2 separate regions of the Sus scrofa genome follow, and region 2 is linked to region 1. Evidence: chromatin contacts called from public Hi-C data. All regions are on one chromosome and are shown on one strand. The core of a region is the stretch at or near the end of the contact, and the rest is flanking DNA. Distances in the headings are between cores, read along the strand shown.

Region 1 (4,074 bases), core at 275-2,774:
GGCCAAAAAAAAAAAAAAAGATTAATAGCTCCTCTACGTGACAGCTTCATGTGCTTCAATTTTCATAACCCTTAAAAACCTCAATGACCTCATCTGTGAAATGGGAATTAAATGTTGTTAGGGTGAGTGAGTGGTTTTAGATAAGCCACTTGGCATAAGAGAGGAAATCAATAAACACTGTTTGTCAACATGCTAGGTCTGATGATGAATCCTCTGGATGTGGAATTCCCTATGAAACAATTTTACATTTGTGTTTACCTGTCAATTGTAATTGGAAGTCAATATAGCCATATGTAGGATGCCAAAGACCCATTTGGATTTATTTTAGACCCCAACTTGGAATCTACGTGTACAATCACACGGCAACAGGTGGTATTACTTGAATTGTCAAGAGCTAGAGAGGATAGAAGAAAATTAGAGTTATATAAAGGAAGCATCCATTGCAGATGAAGGCCCATGATGCCTGTGGGTTGTGTGCATGAATATTCAAAGGGTTCAGAACAGAGAAAACTGGTGGAGGACTAAGCGGTCCCACAGCCCTGGTCCTATAGCACCAAGAGGGCCTCGTGCTTCCATCGTGAACAACAATCAACTCACAAAACAGTGCTTGTCATGTTTATTAATATTATTGTCTTGAAATTTATTTATTTTGGAGTTTTGTTTCTAACACATAAAATCGTTTAGACTTCATGGTTGTTTGCAAGTGGTAAAGAAGTTTATCCCTGGTTTTAGGCTTTATATATTTAAATAAGTAAACCTAAGAAACAATTCCTAGTTGCAGTGGATGTTCAGGCAAATGTTTATTCTCCATAGAATGAGTTCACAGATTATTCAGTTTTCAGAAACCCAGTAATAACTGGCCACTGCTAGTATAATTATTAGGAAGGAAATAAATTGATGCAAGGAATAAACACTGTGTTAAGTGAAAGAGCAGGCTATAATATTGTTATGATCAACATTGTGTTGAAAAAATGATGCCCAGGAAAAACAACAACATAAAGGAACATTTGAAATAATAATCGTTACATTTCGGTGATAAAATTATGACTGCCTTTTTTTCTATCTTAAAATGTTTCAATTTGTCCTTAAGCAACAGAAATTTCATCATTTTAAAGCCTGTGTCTCCACGGGGAGCAGCCCCTCCAGGGCGAGAACATTACTTGCAAGGAATGTAGGCTGACTCCAGCCCAAGCCCCCTGTTTTCAATAGATTCCTGCAAATTGTGCTTCAGATCCCTAAATACCCCCTGGTAGCTTCAACAGATGTGATTTACAGGGCACGACTCTCTCTTAAAACACCTTTCTGGGAACTGGAATTCTCCGTAGTACTGGTGAGTTCCAAGAACCGTCTGTGCAGCGGTGAAGGTGGTCACCAGCTCCCCCTCATTCGTCTCCATTGGCTCCTCTCCATGGCCCACCCCTGGCAAATGGGGAAATCAGCCTCAAACGGCTTTCTTGTCTCTCTAGCACCCCTTTGGGCCACCTCTGCCTTCCTTCTGGCCCTCTTCCCGAGACTTAGTCATTGCGTCACACCAGTACCAGACCTTCCTTGGCTGGGCTTCCAGTGCTGTCTGCCCAGCCCTCCTTAATACTTACCTCGGAGAGCGTGGTGGGAATTCCTACCCAAGCCAGCTGCACTCTTTAAATGCCTAAAGCTAATCGGATTACAACACACACACAAATGCGTGTGTATTTTTTTTTTTAATACCCAGGCAACCCCAAAGCATATAAATTAGGATATTTGGAGGCAGGCCCTGATATTGGAAATTCTAATGTCCAGCCAAGTTTGAGAACCATCAGATCAACAGCCCAAAGCTGAGTCAATATCTCAAAGGTCTGAGAACACACACTCTGAAACCAATGACCTAAAGTTGAACTATGGCTCCACCACAAACCTGCTAGCTCCATAACCTTGAGTGATTTTAATATATCCCTGGATACTTTCATTTCCTTACTTGTAAAGAGGAGAGGACACTGATAAGCCTTTCTGTCTAATAGGGTGGAGGCAAGGCTTAAGTCCCGTAGCTCCTAGGAAGCGCTTAGGGCAGCCTAGCATGCAGTAAGTGCTTCGTCCGGGCTGGTTCTCATTGATAATTATCATTACTCACCATCCCCTAGTCACCTGGCTCAGGGGAGCCCAGGGAGGCAGCCTCAGGAGTAAAGCAACAATGAGATCTCCTTTTCCTCTGAGATAAGATCTTATGACAGCTCCTGTCCTGAGCAGACCTTTGCTGGTCCCAGTCCCCATCAGATGCTGTGACTAAGGATGGCAGAGCGTGTGGACACCAGTCACCCTTCTCTGGACCCCTCCTCAGAGGGCCCACAGAGCTCTAGGAAGTGCCTGATGGGTGCTGTTCATGTAACTAGTAGAACCCACTTCTGCAGCCATCTCACAGGCATACCTGATCTTCGTCTTCTTTTAATTGAATTATAGTTGATTTATAATATTGTGTTAGTTTCCCGGTGTTCAGCATTGTGATTCTGTTACGCATGTACATATTTCTTTTGATTATGGTTTATTACAGGATTTGAATATAGTTCCTCCTGCTCTATAGTTGAATCTTGTTGTTTATCTCTTTTATATGTAGTAGTGTGTATCTGTTAAACCCAAGCTCCGAATTTATCCCTCCCCACCCGCGTTTCCCCTCTGGTAACCCTAAATTTCTGTGTCTGTTGAGTCTGTGTCATAAGTACATTCATGTAGTGTCACATTTGGGATTCCACTATAAGGGACTTGATTTTCAAGGGGCGGCTCCAACCCTTGCTCGCCTTTGGCAACCCTCCCAGTGCCTCAGGCTTGGGCTCCTGGGGTGTGCCCATGTCCTAATAAGGTCTATTCCCCCACTTCACCAAACCCGGTTCACCAACCTGTGTGTTAAAATAAACACCCTCCTGAGCTCCCTGGGCTGCACACCTGTGAGTGTTTGCTTTTAACTGACGTGTTGATTTAGCATTAGACCCAGCAGGGGATGTGGTTACAGGGCTAGATAAGGCTCTGAGCGGCTCTGCGCACAGGAGGAAAATGCCAAGTTGGGTAATGAACACTGAACCGCCCCGTGCTCTGGCTTAAAAATATCTTTACCAAAATTATGAAAGCACCACAGAAACAAAACACAGCACAAAGCGTCTGAGCGATTTTCCTTCCCCACCCTCCACCATCCCGGAAAGCAGCGTGGGTTTTGGAACTGGCACTTAGGGCAGGCGGGAGTCCTGTGCTCTAAGCGTCTATCCAGCCCTCCTCTCTGCCTGCGAATCAGCAGATTTCGCCTCTCAGGTCTCAGTTTCCCCAGCAATGAAAAGAAGGGTTTGAAGGCTCTGATCTCTGTGATCCTTCCAGGGCCTCATCGCCTGAGTTATCATGTAGGGGAGCCTGCGGATCCACGGATGAATGACGCATTCAATTACTGAACACGAATCATGCAACAGGCAGTGTGGGAAAGAGGAGAGAGGAGAGGCCAGAGCAGGTCAGGCTCTGCCCCTGCGAGCAAATAAGCACGACCAAGGGTTTCGTAAATACATGCTGGCAAAGGTATACGTCAACGGGAAAGCTGATTTTCGCAAATAGGGATCAGTAGTTTTTAATAAAGAGGGTGATTCTTAAATTGAGAGTTGAGTGACTGTTAGGTGTTCTCCGAGGAGGGGAGGGGAGGGGAGGGGAGGGGCGGGTTGGGGCAGGGCGGGAAGGGGGGTGTTACAGGCAAAGCTTCAACTCGGGCTGAGCTCAAAAAAGCTTGGTGGGCTGGGGAATGGAAAGCTCCTCAGAGTCTGAAAGGTAGAATGTGAGGAGGTGGGGGAATGGGATGGGAGGCCAGAAGTGAGAGATGCTGTTGAACGCAAGAGAAGAAAGACAGCAGGGTTCACATCACAGGTGTAGGATATAAAGGAGTTGAGAGTTTAGCCTACAAACAGAGGAGCCAGTCACAACCAGTTTTATTTTCAACCCAACCAAATTCCAGTCAACGAAAGCCTCATGCAAAATAAATATCCCCGAGGATGATTAAGGGATTAGAATAGGTGCTTTGTTTTCAATGGTCCCATTTTATTTTACTCTGTTAGGTAACAAATGTGTAAGCCT
Region 2 (3,869 bases), core at 1,020-3,519, 340 kb before region 1:
GCACTGAGGTATATATTCTCTACTGGTTCTCAGCAAGATTAAGTTCTAGTTGCCCTCGGTTATAACTTGCATCATCATTTTTGTCTGATTTTATTTCTCTATCTCATTTGCTTTCTCTTTAGTGATTTACTTGATAGCCTCCCCAATAAAACTACTTTTATTCAAATCTTTATTTCAAGATATACTTCTGGGGAAATGCAAACTAAGACCAGGGCAATTTTGGAATCTACATTATTTAAGATAGCAGAGCCTCCTCTTCCCACCAATACCACATTGCCTCAAACTCACCACAGCTGGATTCTGCTTTTTATGAGCAAAACCTAAATTTCCACTGTGTTAAACCACTGATATTTCAGGACTGTTATCATCTGTTACAGAACCTCAACTGACATGCTGTGTATGCCCCACTTCCCCTCTGACAGGTTTCTAAATATAAAGCAGATCCAAGCCAGGGAAAGGGAAAGGTTTTAAATTAGACAAGGGGTTCCCACCATGGTGTGATGGGATTAGTGGCATCTTGGGAGTGCTAGGATGCAGGTTCAGTCCCCAGCCCAGCATAGTGGGTTAAGGATCCGATGTTGGCCGCAGCTGTGGCTTAGTTGGCAACTGCAGCTCAGCTCTGATCCCCGCCCAGGAATTCCATATGCTATGGGGCAGTGAAAAAAAGAAAAAATATTAAAATAAGGAAATAAATTGAAGTTCCCATTGTGGCTCAGCAGAAATGAATGTGATTAGGAACCATGAGATTGAGGGTTTGGTCCCTGGCCTTGCTCAGTAGGTTAAGGATCCGGCATTGCCCATGAGCTGTGGTGTAGGTTGCAGATGAGGCTCGGATCTGGCGTGGCTGTGGCTGTGGCTGTAGCCAGCAGCTGCAGCTCTGATTAGACCGCTATCCTGGGAAACTCCATATGCCACCGGTGCGGCCCTAAAAAAAAGACAAAAGACAAAAAAATAAATAAATAAATTAGATGAGAGTTTGAATTTTTCATAGTACTCTCTGACTGGGTTGTGTGTGTGTGTGTGTGTGTGTGTGTGTGTGTGTGTGTGTGTGTTGAAAATGAGAGTTACATTTGACATAAATGACCAAGGTTTCATCCAAGAGTAGGGAAGAAAAGTTGAGAGGTTATTTTTAAAAATAAACTTGCTTTCTGTCTGTGTCCCTTTCAATAAACTGGTTATAAGTTATGCATGTTTCTTTGATCCAGTAAAAGTAGCTACACTGATAGTTGAATGTGAGCTAACAAAACAATATACAAAATGTTTTACTTGGTCCAGTAAACATTGATGTGTTTAATTTTATTAATTTTCCACTTGACCATGCATTGAAAGATATACCTATATGAATATATATTACTCTGGGATATTATCCTATTATCTTATTTTATGTCCATAAAGAGAAAGAATTATGAGTTATGAACTTTGAATTTGGAAGTTTTCATGAAAAATTCTAAGCCTCCTACTCCCTATACTTAGATGCTGTTTCCTCCTAGTTCAATTGGTCTAAAAACTTTGGTTGAAATGGATGCTTTGCAGTCAACTGAGGTTAGCTTCTGGGCACAGTCTCCAGTTTAACATGTGGTCTTTTATTCCTTCCCCAACCCATTATGTCACTAAGGCAGGGGTAGCAAAGTCACGCCCAGATGGAACCCCGTGGGGTCCCACATTACTAGAATGGGAATCAAGATAGTAACTACAGTAAGAGAACAAACTGAAAGAGGTTCTGAGTGCTCATGTAAGAGAACAAACAAAAGTACCCACAAACAAAATTTTAAAAGGAACAAAAACAGCTCTAGTTCATGAATACAAAATAGTAGAATGGCCAAGGTCAAAATGGAAGACAGCAATTTATGAGTCATAATTTTACCCTAAATATTTTCGTACTGCAAAAAGACACCTTCAAATTGAGGTGTCATTTTATCCACAAGATTAGATTAAAAAACCTAAATTTCTTTAGATTAATAATAATAATATATTACATTTATTGAGAATCCACTGTGTGCCAGGGATTGTTCAAAGCACTGTGTATATTCTAATTCATTTAATCCTTACAATACCCTTGGCTAGGCTAGGACTCTCTTTACATCCGTTTTATAGATAAAAAAGTAAGGAATTGAGAGGGCAACAAAATCATTCCAAGGCACATTGCTCAGAGGTGACGGAGTCTAGATTCGACTTCAGGCAGGCTGGATTCCAAGCCATAGTATAAAGCACTGCTGCTTTTTTGAGCCCCTACACAGTGCCAGACAGAGCCAGGCATTTCACCTTGGTTTAACCCACTTGGCAATCTTGAAGATAGCATTCTCAGTGTACAAATGAAGGTGCAAAGGCTCAGAGGTTAAGAACCTTGCCAAGTCTACAGTTATAATCTGATCCCCACAACACTCTTACTTATTTAACCTTGGAGGGTGATCTTAAAATCTAAAGTCAGGGTATTTTTAAGAATGAAAAGGGACGTCGTTAACAATTATACTGGCACCATAGGCATAAACCGGGCCTCTTGCAGGCACACCCTCCTCTCTTCTGAAGCCCACTGGCTGATAATATGCTACCTCAGATCTCTAAAGAGTTCTTCAACATGACGAAAGAGAAAAGTGTTTCCCCAGGGCTTGTGAACCAATACCATCTTCTCTTCCCCTCTCCCTACATGTTTATGTCCTCTTCGGAAACCCTGTTTGACCACCTTCCTCTTCTCTCCCTCAAGTCTTAAAAAAAAAATAAAATAAAAGACCACATTTAGATTTTATAAAAGTATTCTCTTCAAGTGTGAAATGACGGTGTACTGGGGCCCTGGAGAAAATAACATCCTTTCACCTAACAGAACAGAGCTGCACGAAATGGGAGGAAAGAACAGCAAGGACTAATAATTTAAAGAGAAATTTATAGGTCCGCTGCTCTCATGACTAAGAAATAATTTGCTGTCTGCAGCTTCAGGGGCAAGGGAATAGTGCTCAAAACCAGCTGTGCCTGGGAATCTCCTTAGGCATTAAAAATACAGATGCCCAAACCTCATCCCCGATGTACTGAATCAGAGCTTTAGAGGAGTGAATTCTTCAGTGTCTCACCAGGGAATCTGACTCACAGCCAGGGAGAACGAGTCAATATTAAATCCTGCTGACCCTGGCAGAAACATGGAAAATGCATATTCATATTCATCTTGCATGTTACAGTTACCAAACAGTTCATCCAGGGCCACCTCTGACATATTTTAGAATTTTTTTTGGGGGGGGAGGGGGTTGCTTTTCTAATCTAAAATGATCAAACCTCATCTTTCAGATCTCTTTCAAGTTTTTGCAGTTTTTCATGGTTCCTTTCTCTTATTCTTTAACATTTCTTCATTCTCCACATCTTCTAATACATATGTGCAAACATATGTATACATACATACGTACAAACATACATACATATACGGGCATATGTACACATGTGTATACATACAAAGATAATTCAGGTAAATATATAATTCAGATTTTTTTTCATTGAAAGTCATCCCGTGTTGAGTTTATTCATTGTCAATATTAGGAAAGGCCTCTTGAAACTGTCTTTGATTTTTATTTAAGTTGTAGAAAATAAGTATCTGGTAAAACAATTTTGGAAAAATCCCATGCCTTAATAATATTTTTTTAATCAGAGAATTATTTTGTTTTGCTTCCCACTGACTCTTTTCCCCAGTATGTCACTAGGAAAACTTTAAAACATACAGCATAGTTGAAAGGATTTTGAAGTAAACATCCGAGGACCCATCACCTCGATTCTACCCTGAAGAGTGTACACCACTTCCACTGTCACATGTCTATTTATCTGTTATTCCTTGCATGAGTCTACTAATCCATCTTGGTTTTGAACCATTTTATAGTGTTTTTATACATTGA

The links. Hi-C and Micro-C count contacts between places; a contact is called where the count stands out from the background.
Region 2: a Hi-C map of skeletal muscle shows a contact between it and region 1, with 6 times the contacts expected there. The contact joins two enhancer-like sites. A contact is called at or near these places in 5 of 47 Hi-C or Micro-C datasets (fetal heart ventricle, heart right ventricle, mesenchymal stem cells and 2 more).

Annotation. Positions count from the first base shown.
Region 1 is chr5:31,940,736-31,944,809 of Sscrofa11.1, reverse strand. No RefSeq gene overlaps it. Among named protein-coding and RNA genes, the nearest start is that of DYRK2, 100 kb to the left of the region's middle. Within about 2 kb of position 1,524, at least 18 of the 83 cell types and tissues checked have an H3K27ac peak or open chromatin away from gene starts, as enhancers often do. A contact at or near this core is called in skeletal muscle, where this site is marked.
Region 2 is chr5:32,283,876-32,287,744 of Sscrofa11.1, reverse strand. The region is part of intron 2 of LOC102166619 (a long non-coding RNA gene); the gene reads left to right. Among named protein-coding and RNA genes, the nearest start is that of IFNG, 200 kb to the left of the region's middle. Within about 2 kb of position 2,269, at least 1 of the 83 cell types and tissues checked has an H3K27ac peak or open chromatin away from gene starts, as enhancers often do. A contact at or near this core is called in skeletal muscle, where this site is marked.